2 separate regions of the Canis lupus genome follow, and region 1 is linked to region 2. The links are chromatin contacts, called in public Hi-C maps. All regions are on one chromosome and are shown on one strand. The core of a region is the stretch at or near the end of the contact, and the rest is flanking DNA. Distances in the headings are between cores, read along the strand shown.

Region 1 (6,369 bases), core at 1,827-4,326, 160 kb before region 2:
GTGGGGGATTCCTGTCCCTCTCTAATGTTTATCCCCTCTCCAAGGAACAGGCCTCCACCATCAATCACCATCTGAGGCCAAAGGTATGCACCTCCCACCGCCTCACACCTACACAAAAAATTCCTTAGGGAAGACTAAAACAGTGGCAGGGATTGCAGATTCCCTGGGTTGGTATTTTACAGCCAGTTAGAGATTTGATTTTCAAGTTATCTCTACACCCAACATGAGGCTCAAACTCACAACCCTGAGACCAGGAGTCACACACTCCAATGACTGAGCCAGCAGGGCGCCCCAACTAATTTTTTTTTTTTTTAATAGGATACCTAGGATCTGACATCTTGGCCACAGAGTAAATCTGAAGCATACTTTGCAGGAAACTTCTCTTGGCCTTTGAGAGTCTCTAGTAACCCCATTTTAGACACTGATGGCCAGAGCAGTGGGTGGATATTGCCTTGTCTGTCACTCAAGGGCTCAAGCATTTTCCAGATAAAAGCTGTCTAATCCTTGTGACATTCCTATCAGTTACTGAGCTCAGTCACACTTAGGGCTTTGTCAGGAGGCAGGATCCAGAACTAAGAAAATGTTTTAAAAATTAGCTTTTAGAGGCGCCTCAGTGGCTCAGCTGGTTGGGCATCAGCCTTTGGCTTGGGTCATGATCTTGGGGTCCTGGGATCAAGTCTTGCGTTGGGCTCTCCACTCAGCCAGGAGTTGGCTTCTCCCTGTCACTCTCCTTCTTTTGTTCTCTCTCCGTCAAATAAATAAATAAAATCTTTAAAAAGATTTTTTTAATCAGCTTTTATTGCTTTTTCAATTAGCAGGAAAGGCTAAAGATTTGGATTTCTTTTCTGCCTTCTCCTGTAAGAGGAGCTTATATATATTATCAATAATAAAATATTTAAAAATACAAGTATTACAGTGTCTTTCTTCACAAAGGAGGACCGGAATGAATGTCTACAGAGTGAAGATCAGTGACACTCTTCCTCTTGGATTTGTTTTACTAATGCTTCTGTTCTTACTCTGTGGAGTCTTCTTCATCTGTCTTTCCTCTAATCTCCCTAAGTGTTGGCTCCCAGGAGAGATGCTTATCCTATCCCATTGGTCACTTAGTGGCAGGAGGTTTAGGCCCTAAATGTTTCCTTCTTCCAGTGGTACCGGATGCCTGACCTCCCTGGCTACACCAAGTACCTTTTCCAGAGGAATGTGAGACCCCAGCTCAGACTGGCGGGGGGCGGGGGGCGGGGGGGGGCGGTTGTGCCAGAAGAGGGTAATTGCAGACTCCGTCTTTGAAGTGCCTGTTGGGATGGGGTGTTGGTTCCTTTATGCCCTGGGCCTGGAGCTGGTACCTTTAGCCATGGGGAGGAGCCTCCTTCCTTCTCAACAGTAAGCCGTTTTTAAGCCCCCAGATTGGAGTGCAAAAGCGCTCGTCATTCTTGACTCCCTTCTGGGTGGCCCCAAACAAATCATTGGGCCTCTCCAGAACTTCAGTTTCTCCACCACAAAATAATAGGAATAATTCCACACCAGAAAAAAAATCAGGAAGAGTTTTGACAATTGTAATATGAGCTGATGATGATGAAGCTATTTCTTGCACCTGCAGTGGTCTCAGTGCAGTGCTGAATAAAGACACAATCTGGGAACTCTTGAAAAGAAATCTGTGAGAAACCTTGAAAAATGAGTCCCGACCCAGTTAGTGACAATGGCTGTGGCATAAGAAAGTGTTCTGCAGCAGGCTTGCATTTTTATCCTGCCATCTGTATGCCTGGGCCCGCTGCCAAGGCCATTTGACACAATGCATCAGGATGCTTTCATCGAAAAGCGTTTTGGAAAGCAGCATTCTGATCTCCTTTTGCTTTTAAAATTTTGATTTGGGATAGCCCAAGTTCAAATCCACTCCACATTGTCGTGGTTCAGTGGCTTCAGGTGGATTTGTTTTTGGAAAAATCACCCCTGTTGGTGCCCTCCCCCCACACCTGCTCTTGCTTGACACAGGGCTCCACCCTCTTCCTCTGTACTCAGCCTCTGGGTGTCTGGGAGGGTGTCTGCGGGTTCTGGGGTGGAAGATAATGGTCTTGCTCTTGAAAGTGGTGTGGTTTGTGGCAAGGCCCCTGTGACTCCGTGGAGTTAATCACCAAATATTAACACAGAAAAAGGGACTGTTTAGTTCTTAGGCAATTTGGCAGAGTCAGGGAGAGCTTTTGGCAAACTGAGGGCCATGCCAGCAGGCTCTGTTGCAGGCTGGTAATATGACTGGATTTTTTTCGCCCGACTGTCCTCCATATCATGCAAAAACTGCACACGGTTTGTTGGTTGGTATTTGTTTGAGACTTTGGTCAAGGTAGAAATATCTTTTTTTTTTTTCCTGGTGGTAATGATGATACATTTATCATAACAACTTTCAAATAATAAGAAATGAACACAGTAGACAAAGCAAGTGCACAAAATGCCACCATCCTTGTAGCTGACCAGACATGGACTTTGCCTCCTCTGTGTTTTTCTAGGTGGTTCTCCTTTTATCTGCTTCCAATCAGGATAGCTGAGCTTCCTGGAAAGATCTTTGAAAAACTACTCCTCCCCCGCCCCCCACCCCAGCGTCAGTCCCCTTCCGTGTTTGGCCTCAGGTGCCCCTCACCACCCTCTTGACATCCTCCACCAGGGATGCTCCTTCTTATTGCCTTCTTTCTGCTCCCCTCAGGCTGTGTATAAGATGGCAGACGTAGCCTGCAAGTGCCACGGCGTCTCAGGGTCCTGCAGCCTCAAGACCTGCTGGCTCCAGCTGGCCGAGTTCCGCAAAGTAGGGGACCAGCTGAAGGAGAAGTATGACAGCGCAGCCGCCATGCGCATCACCCGCAAGGGCAAACTGGAGCTGGTCAACAGCCGCTTCAACCAGCCCACCCCTGAGGACCTGGTCTACGTGGACTCCAGCCCAGACTACTGTCTGCGCAATGAGACCACGGGCTCCCTGGGCACCCAGGGCCGCCTCTGCAACAAGACCTCGGAGGGCATGGATGGCTGCGAGCTCATGTGCTGTGGCCGTGGCTATGACCAGTTCAAGAGCGTCCAGGTGGAGCGCTGCCACTGCAAGTTCCACTGGTGCTGCTATGTCAAGTGCAAGAAGTGCACCGAGATCGTTGACCAGTATGTCTGTAAATAGCCTGCAAAGGCCCCCTCTTCTGGCCTCTTCTCCACTCTGCCTCACAAAGTTTATATTATATAAATCTATATAAATCTATTATATATTTGTATAAAGAAATGGATGGATGATAAATAATTAAAAGAAGAAAATGGAAAGGAAAAGCTTATTTAAGAGATGCTGGAGATCTTTGAGGATTGAACTTTGCTGGTTCTCTACTCCCGGCAGATGGGGCAAGGGGCTTCTCCCCCTCCCTCTGCCGAGGACTCTCAGGATGTAGGGACTTGGGGATATTCACTGCCTACCCACTATGGCCTTAAGAAGACGAGTGGCGATTAGATGGAGAAGATGGTTTTGTCTGGATGTCTGGAGTCTTTGTTGGCTGGATGGCTGCCCTGTGACCCCCATCATGAGGCCAGGAGGCCCTGTGCAAGGTGGCAGGAAGTCAGCTTACACCATCATGTCTTCAGGGTCTTGTCCAAAATACTGCTTGGTTCCGTAAAAGGGTCCAGTGCTTTCTTACCCTTTCACTCGGGTGCATCCCGGCAGAACCCAGAGTTACAGGAATGAGAAGAGGCCCGATGTCATCTCTGACAGGTGACCACAAAGGGACCCTCACCTCCCCAGACCCCCAGGCCTGTCTGTCCAGCGAGAATTATTTTCCCTCCACAGCTCACTGGCTCCTGCCACCAGCTTCCTGCGCTGAAGAGCACAGGGGTCAATTAGCCTGACATGTTAGGAGAGAACACGAACTGAATATTTGTGCCCGAGCTGCAGAGAGCCAGGAGCGTAACTGGTCCGAGTGCTGCACTGTGCTCCCACAAGGAGAGGAAACGGGATGCTGCTGTTCTCACTTCCTTCACCGTGGAGACCCCCCGAATGACAGGATGAGTGGCCTGGTCAGGCTTGGCTGGCCTGGCTCGCTCTTGTCATCTCTGCCCCAGATGTACAGTTTCTCTCTCTGACATTAAACCCCCTTCACTGGACCTCTCCCCTTCCTCTTTGGACACACGAGTATCTTTCATGAGTCTCCTTTTATTTTTGATCTGATCCTCAGAACCCTGCTACCCAGTGTGCGTGTGGAAGAGGGTAAGGAAATGGAAACTTTTTAGAGCTCTAGTCTGGTGGTTGGAGACAGAGACAGAGGACTATGAGGATAAGGTAATGCACTGAAGCACTCGCCCCCAGGGCCAACGCCAAGTTGAATACTCATAAATGCTAGCTATTAGTATTATGAACAAAAGAATTCAGAGATTAAGGTTTAAACCTCATGTTTCCCTTCCCTTCTTCCATCTTACAACTCACCGGTCACCCCCTGGTCTGTTCACTGGGTCCTTGGGAAGGCACAGGTGATGGGGACACTCTGCTGGCTTCTCTATGTTGCCATCTCCAGTCTCGGACTCCAGGATCTGGAGCCAGGAGAGACGGGATGACCCAAAAGGGAGATGTTATATCCTAGAAAGGGAGGAAGTAGTTCCTGGGACACCTTGATCCAGGTGCATTAGAGTGGCCAGCCTGCAGGGGACCCAGTAAGTCACCCCACAGAGAGACACCAGTTTTATTCTAGAAAAGTCTACTTCTGGGGAAATGGTAGAATTAAGGAGTCAGCTTGGGTTATAATGAGCAAATTATATTTCAAAACAGTCTAAAAGGGATTCTGTCTGGATTGGAATCATGCCATGTATACCACTTGTCTCTTTAGGGCCTAAAGAAGAGCCTTCTGATTTGTCATCAAAGGACATCAGACCTAGGGTTATTTCACCCTATTCCTCACGCTATTACTCAGATTCCTTTGGTTGGCATTTTCAAGATGAATAGTCCACAAGAGAAAGTGATTGAAGCCTACTGGCCTACAAAAGATGCAAACCATGTCCTTGGCTTCATTAGTTGGCATTTAGCCAAACTAACTTGGTCACACAGATCGACGATAATAAGGGTTTTGAACACTGGCTGGCACTATTGCTCTTCCCTACATCACCCTTGTAACTCCTGGAGGATTACCTTATGTCAGGTGCTCAAAGTTCATCTTGAGCTTTTCGGCCTGAAAAGCCAAAATCCAGTTCATCTTTAGCAACTTCAGGAAATTAGCTGTGAAGGACTGGTCCATAGAAAGCAACTTTCATGTTCATGAAAGGAGGTGCATCATCCCCATTATGTTGAGGTCTTCCTGCAGAGTCATGGCAAGGGGACTGAGGAAACCTTAAATGTTTTCTTTCTGACCTAAGGAGGAAGTCACATGTTTGAATACCAGTGTAATTGTTGCAGCCACTGACAACCAAGGTTAGGAAAGATTGAATCTTCAAAATAGATTGGGGTGTAGTTATAGTTACAGACATGTTAAGTCCTGGTGGACTGGCTATTGTCTACGATGTAACCAGGAATGCTGTAGGAATGAGGCTGGAAAATATGAAGACCAACCTAAGAAAATGAACCTCTGCTTGGAAACCACATGTTAGAGCAGGGACAGAATGTGCAGTCAGATCTCTTGCTCCTGGGTTTCCAGAGAAGGGCCTCCAAATCTTGAGCAAGTCCCAAATGTCAGTGTGCTGTAAAAAATGCACAGTCCTAGGCCTCCTGCATCAGAGATTTTTATTCAGTTGGTCTGGGGGGAGCGGGACAACTGTCTGAATCTTTAACAAGGCCTCGAGGGGACCCTGTGCTGGTGGTCGTCCCGAGACTGCACTGGACCTAGCGTCAGGATGAGCTAGCCCATGATCCACAGGGCGACCCTGTGCAGGATTTTCCAGTACCTGAAATTTATTATGATTAACACATGGTCAAACTGAAGGATCATTGCACTGGATGTAATGCCTGGACCAAGAAATCCTAGCCATCCAGGGGATCCTTTCTATCGAGAGGGAAGAGAACATTCTGGCACAGAGCAGAACGTGTTTGCCCTGGGTGTTCTACCTCCCTCCTCTACCTGGGACAGATCTATTACAAATGTGGTAACGTAATACTCGCTTGGCTCTTTGTTTGCATATATTCATCTTGCCTTCAAGACAAAATCAGGAGAAAGGTATGTCTGACTGCCTCCATTTAAAAGTAGACAGGAGGGTAGGAAGGCAGTCACAGCTAGGATTTAGGTGAGACCAGGCTCCTGTTCATAAAGGCATCCTGATGAGTCTTTCAAGAACTTGGGTTCAAAACCCTAATTTGGAGAACTTCCTTACTGGTCGTCTGCTCTCTGTCCTTTGAGGTGGGAAACAAAACTTATTAAACTGTGTTTATTCCGCCCG
Region 2 (7,245 bases), core at 386-2,885:
GGAAATCCCTTAATTTTTCTTTTCTTTTCTTTTTTTTTTTTTACATTTCTTCTTCTTTTTTCTTTTTTTTCTTTTTCTTTTTCTTTCTTTCTTTCTTTTTTTTTATGATAGTCACACACACACACACACACAGAGAGAGAGAGAGAGAGAGGGACAGAGACACAGGCAGAGGGAGAAGCAGGCTCCATGCACCAGGAGCCCGACGTGGGATTCGATCCCGGGTCTCCAGGATCACGCCCTCGGCCAAAGGCAGGCGCCAAACCGCTGTGCCACCCAGGGATCCCCCCTTTAGTTTTTCTGAGAGAGAGAGCACATTTAAATTGGCCATAGCTTTGTGTTTTACTTAGGCCATGATAAAAACCTCCTTCAGCAGAGAGGAAAACCTCCCCGTCTGACTAGCCCACAGGTAGGCACAGAGGGATCCTTGGGCCTTTGTAGTCTGTTGGCAAGAGTGTGTTTATGCCATTTGCCCCTGAGTTCACCAGATACTCCTGTGTTATGTGTATACGTCTTCATGGTTAGAATTTAGCGGCAGCACCTTGACTTTCTTGGGGACAGCTGGCCTTCAGAATGTGATATGCCCAGTGGATATTCCAAGATCTGTGGACACCTTGAATTTGAGCTCTTGTCACCTAAATTCCCTGCCTTGCTCAGCACAAATGGCGTGAAGACTCTTTAGCAGACTTTAATAATGAATGGATTTCTCCCCCCTCCCCCTTGCCTCTAGTTTCACTCTCATCAGCTATTTCACATCTTTGTGGTGGCGGGCGCGTTCGTTCACTTCCACGGCGTCTCGAACCTCCAGGAGTTCCGTTTCATGATTGGTGGAGGCTGCAGCGAAGAGGACACACTCTGACACCTTCCGTGAGCCAGGGACCCTGAACAGAGCCTGTAGCATCTGCAGGCCTCCCTTTCCGGCCATTGAGGCCAGTGCCAGAAGAGCCCCGAAACTTTGACAGCCTCATGGGCTTTGTGATGCCCCCGGGGCTCCACCTGGTACACGCCTGAGAAGAGAAAAACAAAAATAAACCATACCTCAAAGGATGAAGTGCGTCAGTTTGGAGACAAGGAGAAATGACCCAAACCCTGACTTGTAATTGGGATTTCCTGATTGAGGGTTTTGCACGACCTGGGCAAACTGGCTTCTGATCCGTGTCACATTATTTTGTAGAAGATTGGAAACACAGTTTAGCTGGTGGTTTGTTCTTCTCCCTTTCTCTCTCCTTAATCAGTAATACAAACCAATTTAGGTGAACATTTATATCCTATTAAAGGGTGGGAATGTGATTTTAGATGCTCTTTTGAAAGAACAAAGAAATTAATGTAAATAAGATTTCTAACTTGCTGTTTAAATAAGAATTTATATAAATGTTTAAAACATAGGGGTAGGGGAGGGAGGGGAATTTTTGTATAGAATGAAACATGCAAGTACCACACACTGTTTCAATTTTGCACAAAGTGACTGTAGGAAGATCAGGTGATGGCCCCAGAATGTATAATGCCTTGGTGCACCAAGGTGCCTTCTAAAGGCTGGCATACCTTGGACCCTGCGGGGCAGAAAGTACAGCCCCGGCCCATTGATTGCTTGACCATTCTCATGTTTGAGAGCCTTTGGGAATCCCGAGGTAGAGGGAAGCTGTATGTGTTTCTCAGTGGAAGCAGCATGTGAATGGCTGACAGGATGTGTTAGATAAAGGCTCTAGTTAAGGTATCATTTGAGAGACTGGTTTTCTGTGCTGAGAGTGACTCCTTCTAAAGAGTAGAGCCATTTACTTGGGAAAGTTAATTATGCCAGCAAAGGGGTAATGGAGACAGTGGGAGGAGCTCTGGAAATGTTAGCATAGAGGCTGATCTAATTACTTACTGGCTTCCTATTCAGTTTTGTGGTGACTTTTATCTGCAGAAATGTGACAGTTTTCCAGATCTTTGCTGTGGAGCTCTGGAACGTCCCCAAAATTTCCTTCTGTTACAGTCACTGCCCTAACTACCCTTTCTCCTCCTGGGAATACAAATGGACCTGACATCATAGTTCCTGGCATGGAGCCAGCCACAAAAGAGATTCCCCTTGTCCAGGTGCCTCCTGAGCTCATTTACATAGGTTGGAAGGATGCTTCCTTTGGATCAGGAAAGGTGAATTGCACCTCTGACACTACTGTCTTAGTAAGCCTAGTTGTGACACACATATCGGCTGTCTTTAAACAAAAAAGCCAGTAGAACTCTTGTAAAGCAAGGTCTAGTCCCACCATGGAGTTATCAGTATTCCCTGAACCCCAGTTTTTGAGGATAGCATGGTGGGAAGTTTTAAAAGAAAGTTGGATCTTTCAGGGAGCCTCATACAGTCCTTAAGCTATATCTTTAAAGAGCTGCTGAAAGTAGGAAAAAGGTTACTCATACCCCAGAGGTACCATAGAATTCTAATCTTGGCTCATAGGCAAACCACCAAAATAGCACTTGAGTCTAAGGTTACTTGCTGTCATCCAAGACTTCAGGTGATTGAGTTACATCTGGGGATTGTGGGTTTTAGAGCTAAACACTGAAGCCCTGTGCCTGGGGGCTGGCATCCTCAAATAGGTGTTTGGTGTATGGATAGGGTCTCCTGTCCAGTAGTGTTTTCTTGGTCATTAATTTCCTTTCTCTTCCCTTCCAATCTCCCAGCTTTTGCTGGGAGAAAGAATCCATTGTAGAACTTGGGAAGAACTTAAAGAGTTTTTTGGTTCTGGATAAAGTCACTGCCTGGAGGCTAGGGGACCCAGCAAAAGACTTTTGTGAACTGATGGAGTGCCTGACAGAATAAAGAACAGTATTACTCTCTTTGGTCAGTGGCCATCTGGAAGGAAAGACAGTCTCATGGAAGCAACAGCACATATCAGAAGCCAGACTTACTCTTCGGTCATGCATTTTGGGATACAGGGTATAAGATGCAGCCCTGTAACAACACCAACAGAAGTAGTAGTTTCTGGGCCCAGTCACCCCACACCCCAAAGGAGGAGCTGAATCTGGTTCAACATAGCACAAACTGTTAGGAAAAATGAAATTAACATCAATGATATGTAGTCCAGTAAAAATCTCCCTCTTTAGGGTGTGTGTGCGTGTGCGTGTGTGTGTGTGTGTGTGTGTGGGTGGGTGTGTGTGTGCGCGCGCCCATTTATATGTGTGTGTCTATGTGCAACTCACTACCAACAGCCTCACTGTGCACTTGGTCTTCACAGTGCTCGCTGAGAACTCTCACCAGGTTGGCGCCTGAATGCCTTACTCTCAGCATCAGAGGCTGGCTTGCTCTGTGCAGATTTTTAATTTTCTTTGTTGGCCCTGGGCTGGTTAGGACCTCTACAGCTTCGTTCTTTCACCATTAAATAGTGGCCTTTTTCAGTATTTCCCCCCTGTCCCTTTATAAAATGCTGAAGCCACAAAGCACATTTTTGGGGATCATAGAAGGTTGGGGTTCCAGAAAGGCCTCTTGTGTGATGGTTCAATTCACCATGGGATTTCCCTTACTCGCTGTATTCTCAACTTCTAATAAAAAGAACCAAATGGAATATGAACTTATGTCGTGTGCTTTTTTATTGCCTCAGCTTAAACACTGAAGCTTAAGAAATTTTCAGACTCCTCCCCCCATTCTAAATGCACAAATCAAAGGATTTATGCCTAACTCACATTTCCCAAACTTTTCTCTCTTTTTTAAAAAAGATTTTATTTATGTATTTATTTCAGAGAGAGCATAAGCAGGGGGAGTGTAGAGGAAGAAGCAGCTACCCCTGAGCAAGGAGCCCCATGTGGGCTCAGTCCCAGCACCCTGGGATCATGACCTGAGCCAAAGGCAGATGCTTAACCACTGAAACCACCCAGGAGCCCCTCAACCTCTCTTAAGCTTTCATTACAGCTGGAACCAGGTTTAGAATGGAGAGGAGAGCTGACTCCAAGGGGCAGTTCTTAATTTATGATTAAAGTTTATAAGTATAATACCTAACATAATGGACACTTTATGTGAAGGTGTCTCAGATACTTGTAACCACCTCCCTGTTAACTGATCAGCATTACTCATTTCCTAAATGAGGAGACTGAAGCTTGGAAAAACCAAGTGTGACTTTTGTGCCAGCAATCTTTACAAAGAAGAGAGTTTGGAATAAATAATCTAATGTGTGTTGATTTAAAGGTTTGGGGTTTGTTAACCCTTTGTGTAATTTAAGGAATCCCAACCCCTTTGCCTTAGGTAAATTGTTTTTGCAGGGGAATTTCCAGTATTTGAATTCTCATTTCTTATTTTTTTTAAAGATTAATTTATTTTAGAAAGAGCACGAGCAGGAGAGGGAGAGTGAGAATCTCAAGCAGTCTCCCGCTAAGCATGGAGCAGGAGGCAGGGCTCAACCTCATGACTCAGATCACAACCTGAGCTAAAACCCAAGAGTTGGATGCTTAACCAACTGCATCACCCAGGCTTCCCGAATTGTCATTTTTAATTGTAGATACAACTTTAGGGTTTCCCCATATATTATCTGGGTATAGAACCTTGGATCGCATTCTGCTCCTTTGAGGCCTTTACAAAGAGCCATTTGATTTTTTTTCCAATTTTTGTTTTCCCCTTAAAAACTGTATGCCTTCCTTTTCTCACATGGTGTCCATGGGTATTGTAAAGGAAATGAAGGACAAGTTTGAACCTTGACTTCATAGAATGCTAGTGCTCTGGGTTTCCTGAAGAAGCCCTTGGGCAGTATTGTTTACAATTATCCTAGAAATATCTTTGTCTCTAGAGAATATTTTGCTCCAGTTACAGTGTGTTTGGTGTTTTCCTTCCCTCATTAGTCATCGACTATTGGCCACCACTCCTTGTGTCCTTACGTACAAGGTTTTTATGCCTTCAGTGATGTGACTTGGTAAAAAACAAAGATGTCAATCTGACTTCATAACTTATACTTGAGATGGCTTGGAGCAGGGATCAGGGAAACTAAGGAAGCAGGGAACCTAGCTGCACAAATGTGAAAGCCTCTCATGATAGCACATCTCATTGCTGCCTTGGCTATGCGGACTTAAAACAAGAAGTAGGGTCAGGGTCAGGTTCTGCCATATGCCAGAGACTAGGCAAGAGGTCGTTTATTTCCCTACTCTCGCTTTTCTCACCAATTTTTCTCCTTTTCTCACCTTTTAAAATGGGCTTATATGGGACACGTGGGTGACTCAATGGTTGAGCCTTTGGCCCAGGTCAGGTCGTGATCCTGGGGTCTCAGGATCAAGTCCCATATTGGGTTCCCCGCAGGGAGCCTGCCTATGTCTCTGCCTCTTTTTGTGTGTCTCTCATGAATAAATAAAATCTTTAAAAAATAAAAGAAAGTGGGCTTATATTCTTTGCATCTTTCCCTGAGATCAACATTTCTCAAAATTTCCATAGTGATTGGCTGCCAAACTCTTGCTCGAATTCCTCCCTGCTGTGACCCTCCCCCCTCCCATATTTACTTTTCTTACTTTAAGATGTGTCCATTCTCTTGCCCCCCTGAATCAGACTTTCACTTAGCATTATGAAGTGGGGAACTGCTTTACCTGAAAGCACTCCCATTAAAGTATACGCAGTTATTAGATGGATCTAGTAGATAATTTGTCCCTGGTACTGAGGAAGGAGGATCTGACAGCTGCTTTGAGTTGTTGGTCATCCAAAGATATGCAGCATTTTTAAGAAAAGAGATTTAAGATTCTGCCTACAGAATCTTGTCATGTATGCCTTTGGTTTTAACTTTGTTCATCTGAAATTGGTGATGGCGCTTTAGCTTGAGCTAGGCTGCCACCTGCTGTCCTGTAGTGGTTAAAAGAAGAAAGGAAGACTAGTTTGGACCTCCGAAGCGGACAACAATATTCCATCTTCCCAGGTGAAGAGCAAGGTTAGTAAGTTCATTTCCTCCATTGGTTCTAAAAGTGATTTCCCAATTTGACAGTCTCCTCCTGGCCATTTAGAGGCATGGGGATGATGAAGCAAAACAAGGCTGGGAGCTGCCCCAGCACTTCCTAATCCTGGTTTTTAGATTACGTGGTCAAGGTAGTTGATGAATTTGTCTGAAAATGCTCTCCCTGGGTGGGCAAGGAAGACAGACCTTTCAAAAGACAGGATTGCTGTCCTAGAGAGGAACACTAGCAGGCTGTGTCTGGGAGCTGGCAGTAGAGGTCAGATGCTGTTGGAGACCGGATATTTTTTTTTTAAGATTTTATTATTTATTCATGAGAGACAAGGAGAGAGGCAGAGACACAGGCAGAGGGAGAAGCAGGCTCCATGTAGGGAGCCCGACGGACTCTATCCCGGGGCCCCAGGATCATGCCCTGGGCTGAAGGCAGTGCTAAACCACTGAGCCACCCAGGCTGCCCTATAAATGGGGCTGTTAATGCCTATCTCACATGCTTGTTTTGAGACTAAATGTTGAAAGTAAAGTCATATGATCAATAATATAGGGCATTTTACAAATACTGCAATGAATTCATTGTTCAGAATTGGCCCACTCTACAGGGAATTGGGGTCATTTGCTGGCGGGAACTGGTACTTTGAGTTGTGGAGAGCTGGGAAGAAGGGTCACCCGAGGCCCTGCACACTGTCCATGCTTACCTTGGGGCTTGGCTAGGACCTCTTCATTGGAGGTTGGTTAAATTTAAAGCTCTGAGGCCACCTCAGAATTTCTACATGGTTCTGCCTTTAATTGCTCTCATAGTGGAGGCTGCTCTCTCTCAGGTAGGGAGGGAGGAGAAAGCCCCAGAGCCTTGAGACCTTGGGGGGAGGGGTGCACCTGGGGAGAGCTCCCCTTCTGGTGCACTTTGCTGTGTATGTTGGCATGTTCCCCGAAAAGCCAGCCTCAGGCACAGAGTCAGGTGGTCTCTTTTGTAGATTAGTGGCTAGAAAAAGAGCACCATGGGCTCTGGACCTCCCGGGGAGACCCCTTACCACACCATTGTGAAAGGCTGGTCTTCCTGGGCCTCTCTGCTTGGCTACCACTATTCCTCCAACTCCCCCATTCTTACGCCACCGTCTAGTGCAGCAGCTGTATATTTTACCCCATTGGCTTTTTCTTAAATGCAAAAGCTTCTATACATTAGCATTTTGTAAAGAGAGTTTTGGAAATTTTTAAAAGCAATAGTTTGCAGACGTGCCACGCCACAGTAATCTAAAAGGATTTAATACCTGTTCCTGTTTTGGGGTTTTCCCATTTCTCTTTACTTCCCTGCCTTCTGTCCGTCTGTCTCAAACACACAGAACTTGTTTGAGCAGCAGCTAGG

The links. A called contact is a pair of places that touch in the nucleus more often than the background predicts.
Region 1: a contact with region 2 is called in a Hi-C map of skin fibroblasts, with 2.6 times the contacts expected there. The contact joins two enhancer-like sites. A contact is called at or near these places in 4 of 9 Hi-C or Micro-C datasets (blood, liver and skin fibroblasts).

Annotation. Positions count from the first base shown.
Region 1 is chr27:2,363,803-2,370,171 of UU_Cfam_GSD_1.0, reverse strand. It overlaps WNT5B (protein Wnt-5b), which reads left to right. Exons shown (of 5, transcript XM_038576338.1): 5 at 2,693-6,369. The coding sequence ends at 3,151. Among named protein-coding and RNA genes, the nearest start is that of ADIPOR2, 19 kb to the right of the region's middle. Within about 2 kb of position 3,076, at least 7 of the 20 cell types and tissues checked have an H3K27ac peak or open chromatin away from gene starts, as enhancers often do.
Region 2 is chr27:2,199,006-2,206,250 of UU_Cfam_GSD_1.0, reverse strand. It overlaps ADIPOR2 (adiponectin receptor protein 2), which reads left to right. Exons shown (of 9, transcript XM_038576322.1): 9 at 728-1,044. The coding sequence ends at 856. CACNA2D4 (voltage-dependent calcium channel subunit alpha-2/delta-4) reads right to left here. Exons shown (of 38, transcript XM_038577892.1): 38 at 4,404-7,245. Among named protein-coding and RNA genes, the nearest start is that of LRTM2, 30 kb to the right of the region's middle. Within about 2 kb of position 1,635, at least 2 of the 20 cell types and tissues checked have an H3K27ac peak or open chromatin away from gene starts, as enhancers often do.